2 separate regions of the Anas platyrhynchos genome follow, and region 2 is linked to region 1. A link is a contact called in public Hi-C data. All regions are on one chromosome and are shown on one strand. Each heading gives the region's core, a stretch centred on a gene start, on an enhancer-like site or on the middle of the called end of the contact. The rest is flanking DNA. Distances are from core to core; before and after follow the strand shown. Region 1 holds the start of ARFGEF2 (ARF guanine nucleotide exchange factor 2). Region 2 overlaps PREX1 (phosphatidylinositol-3,4,5-trisphosphate dependent Rac exchange factor 1).

Region 1 (4,841 bases), core at 2,023-4,522:
ACTTTATTTCTCCTCGCCTCTCCTGGGGTTTACTGGCACTATGAGCACTGGATACAACTATTACACCTACTGATGAAGCAAGAGGCTGAATGAAGGAATCCATTCAACTCTGCTTACTCAATATTTACCCTGTATATTTCAAGAGGGGGATGGACAGAGCAATTTTTTTTTTTTAATAACTGAGAAATGGTTTTGTTACCAAACCCATTTCCAAGGACACATGTATCACTGCTTTGGGCCAACAGTGCAAGCTAACAAGCCCTGTACAGTTCAGAAGTGAGTAAGTGCTCCTTTCACCCTTCCCATGTTCATACCCTATTTGAGCCTACAACACTTCTAATTTCTACAAAGTTGTGAAGATATTTTGCAGTCCAAAACTGCACACTACTGCTCCAGTAAAACACCCATTGGGAATGGAAGAACAGGACAACAACAGTTTAGAATTAAGTATCACATGTATTTCCCAGATAAGAATGACAGCAGTTTTCAGTGGTAACTTAAGTTCTCAACAGTGAAACACATTATAAACTAATAAAAGAGAAAACAGAAGCATGATTCCCGTAGTTAGAAATATATTCCTGTCTCACCAAACAAAAATTTAAAGCATGTGCAATTAACAGAAACGCTACTCCAGTACCACCACAGCACAAGCTGTAGAAATAGCAGCAGGTTAGGTAGGTTAGATAGAGAGGAATTGGTGTGTTCAGGAACTATTTAGAGCAATAATTTACTTGTGACCCATACTGTGCTGACTGCTTTATAAAAGATATGATAGCTCAAAGCTCCATTCAAGAGATCATTGTATAAAGAAGACAGCATAGCAAATGGAACTTAGTCATAGGTAGAGGGGCATCATTTGAAATATGACATGGAAAATTTAAAGACAATGTCTGACAGTTACCAGGTCCATAAAGTTAACTTTACATTTCTCTTGAATTAATTGTACTTAGATTTAATTATTAAGGGATAACTGAACTTTACTATTATTGAAAACACTGTAGCTTCTTTCTTGCAAAACTATTTGTGTAGATTAAGAAGTCTGGCCTGAATTCTTTGGACTGCGAGTAATGTTTCTTCCCACATTCCCTAGCATATTTACTACAGCACAGGGCTTGATAATTAAGCTAGCACTTTTGAAATTAAACTGACTTTTATTTAACAAAGTATAAGCTTAATAAGCTTACATAAAATAAAACTTTAAAAAAAAATTATTAGAAAAGAGCTTATTCTACACAGAATAAAGTTTAGAAATAAAAAGCACACATGAATGTAAGGAACTGCATTCACGTTGTCACCTTGAAATGATGTAACATTTACCAAATATAACAGAGAGCCTTTAGTACAGTAATCAAGGCCCTACTAGTGTAGGAGAGTTGGGCAACAGAAGGTTACCTATTCATGCCGACCTCTGCTTCAGTCCAGTCAAGTAGTACCATAGACTTTTTTTTCAGCATGATTAACAACATGATTATCTATCATCACAAGCATTAACTGAAATCAAACATTATACCTTAAAAAACTGGGAGGTAAAACAGCCCTAATCCAAAAGACAAATGCCAGTAAATGGCTATTGCATAATACTCCTCCCCTCGTATCATGGTCTTTGATGTGGTAGTAAACAAAAGGCTTCCTACTAATTTTTCAAGAAAGTTCCCTTTCTCGAAAAGTATTTATGTAGCAGACAAGCAGGTTTCCAGTCCTGTAAATGGGTTGGGTGGATGTTGGTGGGAAGTCAGGAAAGGGAAGTAGTAAAAATAATCTCTGTTGCTCACAATGTCAACTTTAAATAATAATAAATACACTTCTATGTAGTTACCACTAGGTAGTTAGTGCCTTCAGATTTCTTCAAGGTGAGGACTGTGGGCAGGAAGATGAAAACAAAGATAAAAAACACTTTTTTTCAAGTTTGCTTTCATAATACATTTGACAAGACTTGCCTCTGCTCAGCATTCTTACTCACTCAGCCAGTCTCTCCTGTTTCAATGTTCTACATACAGTAAATACACTCAAATTAAAGGAAGAATATTAGTGCAAACCAAGTGAAACTGTAAGAGATATCTTTGCTATAAAATAAAAAGGCCACAAAGAAGTCTACCTGTGAGAGCTGTACTGCTTTACCTAGTTTTTTGCCTACATGTCATGCCATCTGCTTTCACAACTTTAACACCTAGTCCTGTACTACGAAAGGATGGATTTGCAGGTGCAGGTTTGAAGACCAGCCTACGAAGTTTGCAGAAAGTGCCTCAGTTGTGCAAGACACCACACCGTATGCGGCCGCCCCAAGTTTTCAGCCCGTCCATGAGTCAGACGGAAGGTACCGGGGAATGCCAGGCCCGGGACAGCAGAAGGGCCCCTCCAGCACCCCGTGTCCCAGCCGAAACGCTCGGGGTTGATTCCCCCCAGCTGAGTCCCGGCGGGGCAGCCCCGCGCCCCTCCCGCTTCACAGACCCCGAACAGCAGGTGGCGCCTGGGCTGCGGGGCTGTTCCCCGCCGGGACGCGCCGGGACAGCTCGAGCGGGGCCGGGAAGGGCCGGGCCGGGCAGCGGCGGCGGCTCCCGGCCCGGCGGGGGCGGACTCACCCAGCGCCACCTGGCAGGCTCTCCGCAGCTGCCCGTGCGGGGGCCGCTTGGCCTCCTTCTCGGCCAGGATCTTCTCGAGGGCCCGCGACACGAACATGCTCTTGGTGCGGGCGTCCTGCTCGCGGCCCGGGGGCTGCATGGCGGCGGGGCCAGGGCCGCCGGGGAGCTGCGCCGCGCCTCCGCCCTCAGCGGCCGCCGCCGCACCGCAGCCACGGCGCCGCCATCTTGGCGCTGTCACGTGACCCGGCCGCCCTGCCCGCCGCCCCATCGCGACTTGCGAGCCCGGCGGCAGGCGGGGCCCGGCCGGTGGAGGCCTCTGGCCGGCTGGCGGGCAAGGGGCCGTGGGGGGAGGGTGGAGGAATGGGCTCCGAGGTCGTCTGTTCCAACCGTGCCCCTCTCACCGCCATCACCCTCTAAGCCGTGTCCCCAAGCACCACGTCCAGCCTTTCTTTAGACACCCCCAGGGACGGTGACTCCACCACCTCCCTGGGCAACCCGTCCCAGTGCCTGACTGCTCTTTCTGAGCAGAAATGTCTCCTCATTTCCAGCCTAAACCTCCCCTGGTGCAACTTGAGGCCATTCCCTCTGGTCCTATCAGTAGTTACCTGTGAGAAGAGGCCGACCCCCAGCTCTCCACGCCTTTTCAGGCAGTTGCAGAGAGCAATGAGGGCTCCCCGAGCTTCCTCCAGACCAAACACCGCCAGGTCCCTCAGCTGCTCCTCACAGGACTTGTGTTCCAGGCCCTTTACCACAATAAGTGGAGTTGGCAGCCACGTCCTGCCCCTTCAGTTCCAGCAGGCTGGGTCAGCCCTGCCGAAACCAGGCTTGGTGCCTGTTATAAATTGCCCCCTTAATTAATTTTTCAGAGAGCATTGTATTAACCAGAGAAAGGAATTTACTGAGTAAGCCAACAGCAAGCAAAACAGCGCTGGGCGTCCAGGGAGTCTCGGCTCTGCCAATGGCGCGCACCTCACCCCCGCCAGGGTCCCTTTTTATATCTCGGTAATTCCGGGATTACGCAGCACATCCTGGTATATTCTGCGACTGCGCGCATTGTTGCTAGGGGGTCATCTCTGTCCCTCTGGTGGTCGTGAAGATGAAGGCCGTAGTCTTCCTCGGCGTTGTGGTTCAACTTCTTTTTTTTATTTGGTCATGTTGGCCCAGCGTGAGACAGGAAGGCAGGATGTTGATACACTAGTTTAGCAACTGATCAGGAGATGGTTACATGAGCTTTGCAGCAGTGTCTCTGAACAAAAGAGGCAACTGAGATGCAGAAGGAGAGAAGGGGAGGGGGTTCTCTTTTTTGTTACATTAAGCAAAAGAATTTTCATAGTGTCTAGCCAAGCATTATACAGCTCCTTACTTCAGCAGGGAGCTTTTGCAACTCCTGCTCCTCAAACAGAACTCCTTGTTTTTTATAATACAAAAGACAATGAACAAACATTTATGGTGTATTACAGTGCCCATCCGCGCTTTTTTAAAACCCGTCCTCTTGGCATGTCCCTGGGAGTTGCGTCCCCCAAATGTGTTGGGTGTCGGGTGATTTCACTAGCAGGACACCCCAAATGCAAGCACTGTTATTGCTGCAATAGTTGCATTGATTGTGTTGGAATTGTGACTGAAAGAAGGTCATGTTAATACAATACTCCTCATTTTTATAACGCTTTTAATCTGAGCATCCCAGTGTTTCCGCTATCGCTGATAACTTCCACAGAACAAGGCCTGTGAAGAGACACTAAGAATATAGATGTTTCAAAGACCCAAAGTCATGTTAAAGATGAATCATTAAAAAATAAATTTCACGTCCCATAAATTTAGTATCCATTTATAACCCGATGCCCAATTGTTTCTTCTCCTTTTATCCATCGCCCTATGCAGTAGGGTGTCTTATTCCCCAAATCAAATTCTGGACTCCTTGAAAGCCAGTATAATCTATGGAAATAATCTGCAGAGATAAATTACTCATTTGATGCCCTCCTTTAGCAACTTGCAACCATCACTAGCATGCAGTCACCTCTTCCACATCCCTCCACAATGGGCTTAATCAAATTAAGACAGCAATATCTAACTAAGAATACAGGGACCTATTAGATTGTCTATACTGTGATTTTATTTCTCAAACACTGGCATTCTTATCTTTTAAAATGTCATTAATAGACACTTAGCATTGTCAAATTCTACAATATTTGTCTAAAAAGCATTAACGAAGGGTCCAACCATAAACGCCTGTGTGCAGCATTCATAGTATTACTTCATGTGGAA
Region 2 (5,151 bases), core at 1,951-4,450, 190 kb after region 1:
AAGAGAAGAAATCTTTGATGGAGAAGGGAAAAGATGAGCAAAATTCTAATACTTTGCATGATCTTGATGAATCACGTTTACAAATCTCAGGAGAGCCCTCAAAACTTAGCCAACAGATGTCTTTATAGATGTATATCACCAGAGGAACTTTTTGTATTGTTTTTATCTCATCAGCATGTAGATCATTGTCTGTGCCGAATGTTACATTCAGTGTGGGGCTCTTGAGGTTCAGGGTTATAGAGCCTTAATGCTATTTGTTAATGAAGGGGAAATTACTCCAAAATACAAATAGTGTAATGACTTCAGCATTTTTCCAGAAGAGTTCTGTTCAGATTTTCTTCCACAAGCCATTCTAATGCTGACTGAAAATATTTCTACTGTAGGTTGATGCAATCAATGCACTTCTAAAAGGATCAGCAATAACTAAGGCCTTTGAAGAAACCAAGCACTTTCCAATGGACCACAGTTTGCAAGGTAAAGAAAAAGGTTGAATATATTTAGTAATGCACTTTTCTAAGACTTAAGGGATTAGCATGAATGTACACATGCCATATGGCCACACAGAGTTATTAACTGTGGATCTATCCAGTTTTATGTTATGAGAAGGACTTGGTGATCCTTGTGGGTCCCTTCCAACTTGGGATATTCTGTGACTCTAATGGGAAGTGCCATGTCTGGCCACAGAAATTTTGCATCTTTAAAAGGTCATTTTTACATGAATTCCGACTAAAACAAACAAAACATTTTTCTGTTATATGCTACTGAATCCTTATAGCTCTTTCACAAGTCTCCAGATTCATCCTTTGATGTGAACACAGAGATGTATCTCAAAAGGTACAAGGTAGAGATATGTCAGATATAAGGTAAACTAACACTGAGAAGCTGATGAGGGGCTGTCCCCTGTACATCTGAGGCACCAAAAGTTTCTGCCTGAGTTTGCTTAATTCTGCTTTTCTTCAGAGATGGGTAATAGAGTAAATTCATCCTTGCATGACACTTATTTTGAAAACTGATTCCCATAGAGAGCAAACAAATTATACCCTGTTTTCTTTTCCTCAGGGAGTATGATGAGACTTTTGTCTTTATGTTTTTGAGGCCCATTATGTGGTTTCTTCTGTCACTGAAATACACAAGGCTTTAGTTTCTGAACATTTTCTGCATTTCCTTTCCCACTTGAAATGTGAACTGCTTCCTGCTATTCTAATATACTTCAGGTGCTGTAGTCATGGGCTTCCCAACCTTTCACAAACTCTGTTTTTAAGTTACAGTGGCAAACTAAAGTAGAGTTTCTTTCTTCTTCTTTTTCTTTTTAGTTTCTATGAAGTTGTTTTACATGAACTCATCTTTACAAACACATTTACACTTACATTGATTATCTGTTAGTCTTTCCATGCACTGTTGGAATAAAATGAGGAAATAACAGACACTCTGTGTTCACTTCCTTCATTTTATTTTGCTTAAATGGAGTTTCATTTATTACAACTAGATTAATTGCACTGGGAGAGTCTTTAGGTTACCTCAAGTTAACTGATGATGGCACATTCATCACACTAAGGAACAGACAAGCCCTGCTTATGTCTGGAATACCTGGACCAAAGTGTCTCTTCAACAGCTACCATAGATTCCTTTCAGTGACAAATGCTGTCCCAGTTCTGTTCATAAGCAGTTATTTGGCACTGTGTTTCTGTCTGCGTACACATTTTATTGCCAACAATGGGCTTTTTGGCTTAGCTACATAGTAAAGTCATGAAAAATAGATCCCCTGTTCTGTAATTAAATAATTAGCTGACATCAGGTGAAAGAAAGCAGAATATTTCATAACTTCTCATTAGTATTATGGGATGTGAATGCTGCAGCCAAAAAGCTGATCTGATTCTGCACAGCCCCAAACTTTAGATACAGTATGCAAGCTAGAATATCAAATATGAGTCACAGAAAACAGAAGGTAATTCTGTGCTATGTGAGTAGTACAGACCTCCCTTCAGCGTGCACATCACTCAGGTACACACCTTTTAGTTCACAGTCCTGTAAACAATGCTGGGAGACTGCTGATGATTAGATTATAGGAGTAGTCTTTATTTTTTCCCCATCTGCATTAGATCTACTTAAGAACCTCTTTCATTCACAGTTTTTGCTACTGATACTCAAAATCAAAAGCCACTCTCAGCTATATAGCATTTCCTCAATGCCCAACAAACTGCATTATTTTTTTAAGAATTTAAGCAGAAGGAAGAAACCACAGTGAGGTGCCGGAATAATATTCAAGCCAGCATTCAAGAAGATCCATGGAACCTTCCATTGCGCATCAAGAACCTTGTTGAAATCATACAAAAACATGTAGAAGGTCAGTAAATGGGGAAAAGTTTGGTATCAGATAGCCCTGATCTAATCGAGTCTAGCAGTTCCATTTATCATTTTATATTAATTTGTAACAACACTGTACTGGGCTCTAAAGAAGAACAGGGAAAATAGTCCTAAACCTGGTTGAACTGGAAGAGGATAGCTGAATCCGATGTTTACACTCAGTGCAAAGCACTGGGCAGCAGTCACCTCCTCCAGGATTCATCCACACATGCAATTTGTTTCCAATAATTCCTGGTAGTTAATGGAGCATTTAGCTTGTAAAATTTTTTGATTTACACCTTGTTTGATTTTCTGTCATTAAAATATCTGTGAAAGTACTACTATAGTACATAGAAATAACCATGCATGGGATGAGGACACTGTTAATTAAATATAATCAAATCTACCTTGTCATCATGTTGATTTGCGCCTTCCTTTTCTTCACTGTTTTAGATGGGAAGAATCAACTGCTTTTGGCCTTGTTAAAATGCACAGGTAAGAGGTATCATTTTGTTGCAATACATTGTATATACATGGTCCCACCAGAACATTTTGTGAATGCATGTGCATACATCTAAGTAGTATTTCCCTTGCATTTAGCTTTAGTCCTGGCATTTTATGCAAACATTTCTTGTGTTCTGCATCTTTGGCGGACTTTTCATGCATCTGACATCTGTTCTTCAATTTACATTGCTTCAGTTACGGTGTAGGCTGCTGTGTCACCTGGCTTGCCATTGATTTTGCACAAGCACTGTTTTTCTGTCTTCCTTTTTTCTTTTGTACAACCCCCATTCCCAGATGGCTTTTACTGTTTCCTGCTGTGGTGAGAACATGCAGCAAAAATGAGACCTATTGCACAACTGTCTGTGAGACCATGGACACTGACATCTTTCTAAACAGAGCAGGCATGTTAGGGATTTGGGACTGTGTATACTGAAATTACAGCCAGGAGGATACTAAGAACCTAAATGTGCAGGCAGCTCCTAAAACCACTGTGGATAGACACCATTAATCTGTTACCATGCACAAAACGTTGTACTCACAGATCAAGTGACAGGTTGTTCCCAGGAGTGAATGTGCTGTCTTTTTATAATTTAAATATCTGCGTGGTGTATTTTTGTTTGAAAATGAGGTAATAAATAACTGCACTAGGCTGTCATTATTTCACTGTGCCAGCTTGATTCTCATGTTTTCGTAGAATGAAAATATTAGATTAGCACGGCTCTAAATCACCTCTGTGCTCCTGCTAGGCCTGGTCCGTGAGTCTGTCAAAACCAGCCTGCAGTGGCAGTCTAGTGTCCATAAAAGCTGCTTGTAATGACAATAGCTATACTGAGTCCATAAGTGTTTACCTATGCCCCATGCCCTCAGTGATTTCACCAGTATCCTCTGGAAAGAATGGAGGAGCAGATGGCACTGAACTGGCTATGCCAGCTTTAGGGCAGCAGGGATTCGCTAGCCTGAGGGCAGTTCTAAGCTCTCTTTACCTTACTTTAGCAGTTCAGTTCGTACTGCTGGAAGGGAGTGGTTGCCCTTCAGCTGAAGATAGGGCCCAGGGCCTAGACTTTATTGGTCAGTCTATTGTGGTCAGTGCTCCATAAAAATAATCCAGATCTTCAAAGCCTCTGAATGATGTCTTCAGCTTCTTTCTCTTGGGAACACTGCAGTGCCTGCTGGAGGAGCCTGGGAAGTAGCTCTTCACTTATTCATGTTCCTCTTTGGCCTACAATCCCCTTAAGTATGACGAGGTTGCTTAGACCAGCATGTGGCTGCCTGACAGCCTGACTGGAAGCAAAGTTAACACGGGAAATTCTCCCAGGAAACATAAACCAGTTGGTACCCTACTGGCAGGCCCAGTTAATGCATTAAGCATATGGGAAGCCCATGAAATACAGATGGATGAGGGGCAGATGAATCTCTAATAGCCCAGGAGAGAAGTAATGACAGAGATCCTCTTTTATGAATTCTCTTGCTTCTGTAAACATAAAAAGAAGGGAATCAGTCCAGATATGGCACTAAGGAGTTACAGCTCTTCCCAGTCAGAAGAATGAGCAAGCAGATGGCAGAGTAAAATAAAGAGTCAAGTGGCCTGGAAAATTTTCAGCAATTTTTTCCCATTGATGCTGTCTTTATCTCTATAGCCAGGGCACGGAGCAAGAAGAGATTATCTGTTATGTCTGTGCAAAGCTATAGCAGAAGTCAAATGTTATGCACACACATACTACAATAGCAGTGAGTATTCTCATGACTTTGTGCATCTCTCCTCTTCTCTTGCAGATACTGAGCTACAGCTGAGGCGTGATTCCATCTTCTGCCAATCTCTTGTGGCTGCTATTTGCACCTTCTCAGAGCAGTTACTGGCTGCTCTCAACTATCGATACAACAACAATGGGGAATATGAAGAGAGCAGCAGAGATGCCAGCAGAAAATGGCTGGAACAGATAGCAGCCACTGGTGTTTTACTAAATTACCAGTCTCTGCTCTCCCCCACTGTGGTAAGTTGAAGAGTTGTGACACCCTTGGGTCTGTTCACATTTGTATGTGTGCTGCTCTGCCACTCACAACCCAGCCAGAGCCTTTTGTTCAAGCAGCATGTTGAGGCTCTCATTGCAGCAACTGTGGCTGTCACACTAGAGCACCGTCAGAAGCTTTTATATTTGGAGTGATGTTGCTGCATTTAGTTGCTCAGCTGTTGTTGAAGCATGTGTGGCCTGCCCTCTTCTGGTGAAATCACACATTTCAACAAGTAGGTAAAAGTTCTGAGTATTCAGAGTTCCAAACAAGAAAATCTAGACTTTTGTTCACGTG

Evidence for each region. Hi-C and Micro-C count contacts between places; a contact is called where the count stands out from the background.
Region 2: a contact with region 1 is called in a Hi-C map of skeletal muscle, with 6 times the contacts expected there. The contact joins the enhancer-like site here to the promoter of ARFGEF2 in region 1. A contact is called at or near these places in 5 of 8 Hi-C or Micro-C datasets (F1 follicle, liver, skeletal muscle and 1 more).

The regions. Positions count from the first base shown.
Region 1 is chr21:3,405,893-3,410,733 of IASCAAS_PekinDuck_T2T, forward strand. It overlaps ARFGEF2 (ARF guanine nucleotide exchange factor 2), which reads right to left and starts at 3,273. Exons shown (of 39, transcript XM_072026616.1): 1 at 3,185-3,273.
Region 2 is chr21:3,597,226-3,602,376 of IASCAAS_PekinDuck_T2T, forward strand. It overlaps PREX1 (phosphatidylinositol-3,4,5-trisphosphate dependent Rac exchange factor 1), which reads left to right. Exons shown (of 40, transcript XM_027473201.3): 29 at 384-474; 30 at 2,216-2,344; 31 at 2,797-2,838; 32 at 4,621-4,838. Among named protein-coding and RNA genes, the nearest start is that of PREX1, 160 kb to the left of the region's middle. Within about 2 kb of position 3,201, at least 1 of the 8 cell types and tissues checked has an H3K27ac peak or open chromatin away from gene starts, as enhancers often do. A contact at or near this core is called in subcutaneous adipose tissue, where this site is marked.